2 separate regions of the Drosophila melanogaster genome follow, and region 2 is linked to region 1. Evidence: chromatin contacts called from public Hi-C data. All regions are on one chromosome and are shown on one strand. Each heading gives the region's core, a stretch centred on a gene start, on an enhancer-like site or on the middle of the called end of the contact. The rest is flanking DNA. Distances are from core to core; before and after follow the strand shown.

What was found. A called contact is a pair of places that touch in the nucleus more often than the background predicts.
Region 2: a contact with region 1 is called in a Hi-C map of the Kc167 cell line, with 2.5 times the contacts expected there. The contact joins the promoter of AkhR here to the promoter of CG31637 in region 1. A contact is called at or near these places in 7 of 107 Hi-C or Micro-C datasets (the D17-c3 cell line, the Kc167 cell line, embryo and 3 more).

The regions. Positions count from the first base shown.
Region 1 is chr2L:6,496,587-6,501,579 of dm6, reverse strand. CG31637 reads right to left here and starts at 2,933. Exons shown (of 4, transcript NM_135199.3): 1 at 1,761-2,933. The coding sequence starts at 2,704. It overlaps CG9550, which reads right to left and starts at 4,527. Exons shown (of 3, transcript NM_135198.2): 1 at 3,857-4,527; 2 at 3,618-3,794; 3 at 3,114-3,563. The coding sequence starts at 4,446. The coding sequence ends at 3,239. It overlaps CG31638, which reads right to left. Exons shown (of 9, transcript NM_164692.3): 9 at 4,592-4,993.
Region 2 is chr2L:6,713,277-6,718,269 of dm6, reverse strand. AkhR (Adipokinetic hormone receptor) reads left to right here and starts at 2,084. Exons shown (of 7, transcript NM_205917.3): 1 at 2,084-2,244; 2 at 3,503-3,715; 3 at 4,423-4,695; 4 at 4,805-4,904. The coding sequence starts at 3,579. It overlaps Aatf (Apoptosis antagonizing transcription factor), which reads right to left and starts at 645. Exons shown (of 2, transcript NM_135222.3): 1 at 1-645. The coding sequence starts at 559.

The DNA.
Region 1 (4,993 bases), core at 1,684-4,183:
TTTCGCTTTTCAGAGGAGGCGGAGATGCCAGTAAATAACCATTAAAAGACATCAAACATTTCTTTTGACATTTATGTGGCACTATAAATGACATTTTCCACTCAGACATTTTATCTCTACCAATTCGTGTATTTATTGAACAGAAATCTGTGCACAAATGTCAGATACGTTCTCATTGATTGAAATTGTTTTTTATATCCTTTGCATAACATTGACACAACTCAGCCCACACAAAAGCCGAATCTAATACATATCCAGAATGTCCTTACAAAAAGGAATGATCGGAGCATGTAATCGAAACCACAAAAGCCAGTGGAGCAGGATTGGGTTTGGGGGACTGGGTTCTGGCGGGCAAGGAACCGAAACCCCACATCAATCAAATACATTTTCGTTTTCTGTTTACTTGTTGTCGCTGGTTTGTTTAGCTAGAGATTGCTGTACACTAATTTTATCGATTTCTGCTGCTGTTGTTGGCCGGCTTACATTTTAAATGGGAAATTATGTAAATGAAACTTTTGTTTGCGGCATTTGGGGGAATGCCCCAACGAGATTTCAAATCGATTGTATTGCCCAAGGATTTGCTCTCTGTTTTCACTCAGTCGAAAGTAAACACCCTGAGAATTTCAGGTGATACAATAACAATACAATCTCGAAAAAGTGGAGGCGAAACGATTACAAATTCGGTATCTCAGATTCTAATCACAGCGTTATCAGTTAAGGTTCCCAAGAAATACAATTTAAATGGTAATCCCCACTTTATAAATGAGTGTTCATAGCTGACAAATAGTATTGGGCTTCTGTAAAATTATTTTAATTGTTCTTTCAAATTCGTAAGTTCAAGAAAAAAGTATACCGAAATTTAGAACTAGTTTTTAATCGCTAAATAACTCTGAACAAACCTTCATAGCCTATCCCAGTATCATATCACTATCGTGTTTGAAAATTTCGGAAAGCCCAATAAGTAATTAGGGTAACAAACCAGAACGATAACGTGATAGCAGTTGAAAATTTATAATAAAAAAGTACAGACAATTTAAAGTCTATTGTTGAAAAGTAAGCATTAATGAAACTAATGGCCAAAATGCCAATTGAACCTTTTTTTATACAAGATTGATTGCTGTTTGTATATTTCTTTATAAACTAAGACTAAAGACGAAGACTTTCAATTTAAAATAAACAACATTTTCATATACAATACATAAGCAATTAGATAAGACGCATAAGTTGACTGGCCGAGGAAATTTAACTGGCAAAACTAAGAAAATACTATAAGCATTTGCCTTTCGAAACTTATCACCAATGAGGGCCTTGGCCTGCCTCGAAAGATAAAAATGGGATGCAAAGAAACTGCTGATGCTATTGAATGAAATACTGACTTAGTCTGGATGGGGAATTTAACAAAGCAATAACGATAAAGACTTGCTGCTGTATGTTGCAAACTGATAAATCTATAATTTCATAATGAAGTCACTACGTTTATTGAAACTGATGTGACACGCAAAAGAAGGACTAAAGACTAAGACAAAAGTTGATTCCCTCGATTATTAGATAGTTAATTAGTATTCACGCTTCCGGGTAAGTAGGTAATCATGTGGCATGTTTAAAGACTTCAAATAATTCGGCACGAGTCAATGCAGTAAAGAGCTTTCTCCTAAGACATCACACTCCAGGGTCCCCGAATAAACAATCCGCCTGAGATGCGTTGCATATCGCATGCCAGTTGGCTTTCACTTTCTACCCGGATGTCTGGGCCCACTCACCTTTGGTCCTCGAGCAGCTTTTCGGCCTGGGCGAGTCGCAGGCGGACGGTCTTCATGCTCTGGATGGGGAAGAGGCGGCAGAAGCGCGTGAGGAAGGCTGGACGCCAGCAGAAGCGCGGGAACTCCCGGCAGACGTCCCACAGTCGGGTGTTGTGCTCGAACAGATAGGTGTGCGTCTTGCCGAAGTTCAGATAGTCGATCATGTCGGCGTAGTCGCAGTTGAGCAGGTTCTTCAGGTTCTGCACGGCCAGCTCCTGATCGTCAGGATCGCGGATCTGCTTGATGCCGAAGTCGAGCAGCGGCTCATAGTGATAGAAGTTGCCCGGTATCGAGTTGAGAATGTCACCCAGGAAGGTGGAGCCGGAGCGCCATGAGGTGACCACCACACTGCGCACCGGGGTGCCGTTCGTCTCCGGCGTCATGTCCGTCAGACGCTCGGCGCCGCCGCGCGGATACTCGAAGTTCTCCATTTCGGCCAGGATGCGCGACCGTTGAGCCGACAGGACATCCACTATAGTAGCTGTCAGATTGTAGACGGCCGTCTGCGACGACTGCTGCTGCTGCTGCAATTGCTGCTGGAAGCGATCGTAGAAGGCGCTGCGCGCCAGCGAATTGGATGGACCGCCATCTACGGACGCGCCCTGATCCCGCCCAGCCGACTGATTAAACGGCGTGGTCAGCGGACGGTGCTGGGTGGTGGCGATCAGCAGCAGGATGCACAGGCTGCTCACGCCGCAGATGCCGATCAGATTGGCCCTGCGCGACATCCGGCTGCGGCGCCGCTTTCCGTTCAAGCTGAGTCGCTGCTTAGCGCGTGTCCTGCCGGTATCGACGTTCGACGGGTCCTGCGGGCCAAGCAGGGAGCACGCCTCCAAGTCCGCGCTCAGTTCCAGGTGCTGCTGCTCCTCCGTGCTGCTGCTGCTGCTGCCAATGCCCGTGCTCATTGGTCGGTCGGTTGGTCACTTGCTAATTGCTGGTGGTGATCACTTGTGTGCTATACTCGCACTCGCTCCCACACGCACATAATTATCGGCGCGCCCTCAACTCGAGCGCATTGCAGTTGCTTGCTGCGGAAGTCGCCGCGTCGGAGTTATATCTTTGTTTTCCGTATTTATATCTCGATTTTCCGCGACGCGATGCGAACGAAACGATTGACAACAACAAAGTGACCGTTGCGGGCAGGTGGAAAGATGCCGCGGCGAGCAGTGAAGTCGCGTATAACAACTATATCCTAAATATTCCATGAAGTCACAGTGTACTAGTCACTACATTTGGTGTGAAACCTGGCTGGCCATGTAGCACAGACTCGAACCAATTCGGAGAGTTTTAATTCAGATTCAAAAACATTTTTTTAAAAGCATTTAAAAGTTCTGATGAGCATAGATCAAATTTACATATTTAACCCCTCGAAATATACCTTAAATAAAGCTTTCATATCAAACCCCTGGCCCACTACACCCCTAACATTTGCCCAGAAATTAATAGGCTTTGTCCATAATTGGCTGGAAAGATTCCGGGGAAAAGTGATTGAAGTCCTGAATGGAGCGATACCCCCACAAATCCATTGCCTGACCGCACACGTCCTGTACAGCCCCAATATCGTCCACCATCATTTCGCTTATCCACTCGAAGGCGGACTGGCTGGAAAGCTCCTTCCAGCGGGAGGACTGAAAAAAGTAGCCACTGCGCGGATGCATTTTCTGAATCCTGGTCCTGTTTCGTTCCAAGGGCAATCCGTAAAAGTCGAATACTTGTTTGATACTCTCATCGGGCTGTAGGAACAAGTCCTCATAACGTATAATGCTGTGAAATAGGCATATAAATAAAGAGATATATAAGAGTTACACAAAACCTTACCTAAAACGCTGTGGATAGGCTTGGGTGAGGGTCTCGACCATTTGATAATCACTGACCATGTCGCCGCAAAGTTCCTGTGCCTCGCAATCCCTCTCATCCGAACACCACTTGTTATTCATTCGGGAATATATGGTGCCCCGAGGATCGCGAACAAGCAGCATGATGTTCAGATTTAGGCTAGAAATGTGGAATTTTAAGTAAAACGATTAATTTTCAATAGCTGCCACCACTCCACTCACTCTTTGCGTTCCAGAAGGGAAGCCAAAAGATTCAGCCGCAAGTTGTACACCGCCATGTTGATGAATGGGTACAGCTTGCAGACGGCGGCCATGGTCTCGGGATCCCAGCACGCCTCCTGGCTGTAAGAGCGACAGATCTTGGCCTGTGCGCCATAGAAGCGCCGAAAGACCGGCGATCGCATTCCCCATTGGATCATTTCCGCAGACTTGTTGTAGTCGCAGTTGTACAGCGCCGCCAGTTCATCCAAGGCGCGATGGTGCTCCTTCGCGGCAATGGAACGGCTCTCGTAGGCGATCAGTGGAGCGTAGTGCTGATAGCAGCCCGGCTGATGGGCCAGGTTGTCCAGCAGGGTGAGGGCACCCGATCCCCGGAATGTGACCAGCATTGAGCGGATTGGCTGGCCGCCGGCATCCAGAGTGAGGTTTCTGATGTCGCCCAAGTGGCTGGTGCTGTAGGAGACCAGTGAACGTTGCAGTGTCACCGGATCCGGCATCAGCATGGGCAAAAGGAAGAATATGAAGAGTACGTAGGTCGTATAGACGCCCACGCAAGCGACGGTTAATTTTGAAGTACGCGAAAGTGAAACCATGACTGAAATTTTAAGTTTATTCCAATTTTCCCACTCTTCCAATTTTGTATAATGTCTGAACGATTGAAGTTTGAAGATCTGACAGAAGGTACTGTGCTTCCACGAAGACGATCAAAAAGCAGGACAGGATTTGCAAGAAGGGTTTATCTTGTAACATGCTACCTTTATTGGCATATCATTTGTATTTTATATATAATTTTAATAGTTAATAAATTGTTATTTATCAATAACTAAAATACTAATATTGCTATGTTATAATACGTAAATATTTTGAGTTCCGATTTGTTTAATGTGTATATATATTTTTTTGTAAAAGATCAACTATGCCGCTGAATATCGATAGACTTTTGAAAAACTAAAAGAATTTCGGACTAGGCAACTGCAAAAATATCGAAATATGTAGTGAGAATTACTTGTATAATTTCCAATAATGTCGATTAATAAATAGCAGCATTTCTATCAATGCTTTCCTAAATCTCATACAATTTCTTTAGATTTCTGGCACTAAATGCTATTCCGCAAACATCGAACCTGTATTATGCTTCAA
Region 2 (4,993 bases), core at 835-3,334, 220 kb before region 1:
CTGAATCGTCGTCATCTCCTTCACTTTCCTGGCTATGGTCTTCTTCCTCAGAGTCATCATCCTCCTCCTCATCATCATCATACTTAAAATCTCCAGCCTCAAACTTTTTTTTAAAGTCTGTCAAATTGCTCTCAATCTCCTCACTTTCTTCACCAGATTCGGAATGTCCAGCAGCCGTTTCCTCCTCGGAGTCTTCAGCTCCTCCAGCATTTAACTTCTGCTTAAAGTTTGTCAAGTTCTCATCATCCTCATCGCTTTCTTCGTAGGACACCTCTTGTTCATCATCCTTATCCTCATCGTCATCCAACTCCTTGCGACTGCTGATCTTTCCTTTGTAGCGGTCACTCTGCTCCGAGAGCAGCTTGACGTTCCTCTTCCTAAAGTCGGTGCTCCGGGCATCCGGCAGGTCGTACTCCTCCTCCTCGAAGTCCACCAGACGTGGCCCTGTGGCCACATCGAAGTCCGAGTCCTCTGCGCTGTCGCTCTCGTTCGGATGGGCAAGCAGCTTGCTGACCTTCTCGGCCACCGTCTGTGGCTGTTTCTTTGACTTGCGCAGCATACTGCTAGAGTTTCATTTATAATTTCAAAACGAAAGACCTAGTTTACCACATGGACTGATTGCTAGAGGTGGATGAACATCGATGCACATTTCGATGATATCGATATTTTCACACTTCTTTTAAGCGGAGCAGTGTGACCGCTTACGCAAAGTTTGGTCGAATGCGGTAAAATCAAAAATTTAAAAATTTAAATGACTTCATTTTAAAATTGAATTTCCCCAAAAATTGTTAATTACAAAACGGTGTTAATTTGTTCCTAACACCACAATTATCCAACACCATGTTTATTGAATTTTAGAAAACTTTTTAAAACTTCAATATAGATTTTGTTTTTTAATTCGGCATTCCCAAACTTGTGTAAATGAACTCTCATATATACCCTGAAATATCAAGAATCCTAATGTGCTATAAGTGCTATAAATTCAAAAAAAGTTTTGTATTCAATCATACAAATATAAATAAAGGATGAAAAATGGGTGGAAACCTTACAGATATTAAGTCACTGCATACTTTTGGGCATTTGATTTAAGCCGCGTTGAGTGCAAGCGCAAATACGAAATTAAACGGCGCCCTTGAATGTGCCGTTTATTTCAGTTAGTGCACATTCTGCACGACCACTCATTAGAGCCGCCCCACCGTCGTCTTATCAGGTGCGCCAGGTGCATCTTGATAAGGCCGCGCTCACGCCACTTTCGTAGCATACAAATGTGCGCCGCGGAACGTGAACTTGAAATCCTTTTGTCCGCCCCGGCACGCTCATTAAATTTAATGAATCGTTTTGTCCAATTGCGTATCGTCCGGCCGGCATGAGGTTAAATTGTGAACCTTGGCAGTGGACTTGGCAGATGCCAGTGAAAACTCGACGGGATCAGAGGTGCGAAATCCGAAACAAAAAGGACATACGAGTGGGATACAGAGAGCAAAGTTTTGGGAAAGGAGGAAAGCTCGGAACGAGGCCTATAAGAAGATTCATGTAGATCACTTGTGCCGGCTGAGACGCGACTCATGCGGCAGATAAGGAATCGAAACATTTGGCGATCAGACGGACCACCGTTTGAACTTTGAGTCGTGTACACGCATTGATAATCGTGAAATTTATGCGGGCGGGACCTGAAAACACACACACACATGTGAAGTGTATTGGGGTCGTCCGCTGTTATCAATGTACCTAACATTGTATACCTGCTACTTGAAATTAGGGGTATACCAATATCGTGAGTCGTTTTGTAACACTGACGAAGGAAGTACCTTAAACTGGAATCTTACAGATTAAGAGGGCTCAGAGCTAAAGATAAATTCTACTTTTCCTATCCTTTGAGCAGCTATAAGAGTCATAGAAACGCATTCAGGTGTATAGTCCTTGTCCAAAAAGTAGGCTACGATTTCTACAGGAGGCCGAGGACCAGGTATTTGAATGGTCGGGAGTGCAAAAGCTTCCACTTGTCGCGCTCATCTTCCAGCTGTGTTATCAGTGGCTGCCGAGATCTCGAGTACGAGGCATCAGCATCCCAGGCAGGCAATCGGTTCAGTCAGTTCCTGCTCGTCGATCGGTGTGAGTGTGGATCTGGAGTACCGTTAGTCGTAGTCGTGTGTGCCGTTAAGAAGCTCTCGCATCGTCGATAGCGATAACTACGCGCGTGGGCGGTGGGCAGTGTGAACGGTGTATTTTCGTCGCTGCTGGGAGGTGTGTGCAAAATAGAATTTATTCAAATATATTCAAAAATCTCAGGTTAAAATCAGCTATATCTGTATAGTACACAGCAAAACACGGTGTGGCCGCGTGTTTAGAAAACGCAAAACAAAACGGAAATCGCAAAAAAGGAAGAAAAACAGAATGAAGAAACGTATATAATAGTTGTATATAGAGGAAAAGTGATTTAAACAGCACGTACGCGTTCTCGTAATCGAAGATTACGCCTACAATAGGTAGTATATACACAAGCCGATCGATTAGTAAGAGCAATCTAGTTGAATCTCCCTGTAATCTTCGAGGGGTTCCAGCACTCGGCTAGGTGAACTTGGGCCTCTGCGAGTTTAAAGTTTATTCAGTTTATTCAGAACGAAATCGAATTGTTTTGGACCGTATTTTGCTCGATTCGAAAACTTAGTTATTTGGAATCACATTTGTTTGAGCACATTAAAATGCCAAGTTCAAAAGGCATCAAACGCGGCGCGTCTAAACAAACAACCCGTAAAATAATTCGACTGAAGGATTAATGTGAGAACGAGTTGTCCGAGTTTTTTGCAGCTATTGCTGTTCAATTGAGTGAACTTTCGGTTCGATTGAGCGCAATTGATTAACAGATTAATAAGCCAGCGGAGAGCGCAAGATGCTCCCCATTATAATTATTATACCGATGTAGATGTATGTACATATCAATTCTAGAAAACACACCGAGCCGGGCAGCTCAACATAAACGGAATTTTTATTATCAATCGGAAACTTGAATGCGTTAATGCCGCGCGGGAATATTTGGTTCAAGGTCATTGCCAGCTTTAGCACATAGAAAAAAAAGGGGCCAACAAACAAGCAAACAGAACGTAAATAATCATACCAATAACATAATAAACAAGTTCTTGAACCTAAAATCCAAAGCAATCGAAAAAGTGTTCATTATCATTATCAAACTGAGTGCAATCGATTTGATTAATTGAGTGACTGTCTGTCAGGGAATATTATTAATAATATATTTGTTTATTTGTGTTCTCAATATTGGATTATCTCGACTGAGCCGCCAATAATAAAGCATTCGAAAAGTCAAAAAGCAGCGCACACGTTTCACAATAATTTAATGACGGGCCCCCAAAACGAACCCAAATGATAAAGCACACAGTTTAAACTTCAATAATTAACATGCATACAAAAATCAATTATGAAACATTCAAACGAAAACAAGAAATAGTATCTTAACATCCATCTGTATCTGTATCTTTTGATTTAGAATAAAAGACGTTATCTTTGAGGCAAATCCTTGATGCAGTTGCATTCAGATACAATTTATTAGCTTGTCCCAAAAAATGGCAAAAGTAGCTGAGGAGAATGATCATCGTGATCTAAGTAATTGGTCGAATGTGAACGACACCAATGGCACCATTCACCTGACCAAGGATATGGTCTTCAATGATGGCCACCGATTGTCCATCACCGTGTACAGGTGAGTGGAATTCCGACCAGCATTTTACAACCTGGTCGTCAAGATCACCGCCCACGTCTCTCATTGGTGTATATTCAGCTTATCAACTTTGACTTTTACTATCTTTAACAAGTCTAAACTAATCAATTCATATGGCGATGTGGGTGTCGCTGCCTGAATTATAAACACCTATAAATCATACTGGGGTCATCATCGCTGGTTTCTCCTCGGGTGTCTGGCTATCTGTCTGAGATTAATCATTCTCACTTGGAATTTGAACTTTGCGGATCATTGCAGGGTTCAATTTATAGAATGCCAGAGATTTGTTTAATCGATTAAGTGTGAGTCGCTCAGTAAGTCAAGGCGTAGAAAGTGCTTAATTTAGCACAGCAGCCAAAGGTGCCTGAAATTAACAATATAATTGACCGGTTCTGAAACTGTTTATTCAAATTCACCCTATTTGGCTACTTCGAAGGGACATCAATTTTGTCTGCCCAGATTGTCTGCAATAGATACCAATTGAGTACGATTCATTTACCTCATTCATTCAACAAGTTTACCTTTCCAACTGCACTTCGTTGACCCACTTAATGGCACCCACGCCGACACCCACCTTCGGGAAAAAACTTCTTTAATTTCCCACTCACCAATTTAATCGCTTCTGAACCTTCTCCTCCTGCACCGCCGTGTTCCCGGTACCTAATGTGGTGGTCTTTCATTTGGATCAGCATACTGTTTGTGATCTCAACAATTGGCAACAGCACCGTGCTGTATCTGCTGACCAAGCGGCGACTGCGCGGTCCCTTGCGTATTGATATCATGCTAATGCATCTGGCCATCGCCGATCTAATGGTGACGCTGCTCCTGATGCCAATGGAGATCGTGTGGGCCTGGACGGTGCAGTGGCTATCCACGGACCTGATGTGCCGCCTGATGAGCTTTTTCCGCGTCTTTGGCCTGTATCTGTCCAGCTACGTGATGGTCTGCATATCGCTCGACAGGTGAGTACTGTCGCTAATGGACCAAATTGATAGCCAGATAAGGTGGCTCGAAGTGTCAATCGTTGGCCGACGGCCTCTCACCACCACTGGCTCCTCTTGTCTCCATCAGATACTTTGCCATACTGAAGCCGCTCAAGCGGTCCTACAACCGGGGACGCATCATGCTGGCCTGCGCCTGGCTGGGATCAGTCGTCTGCAGCATTCCACAGGTGGGTAACCAACAACAGTTCTCAACCACTGAGATTGAGATTTACTTCAATTTACGCACTATTTTTAATGGCTGCTATTTAAATAAGTT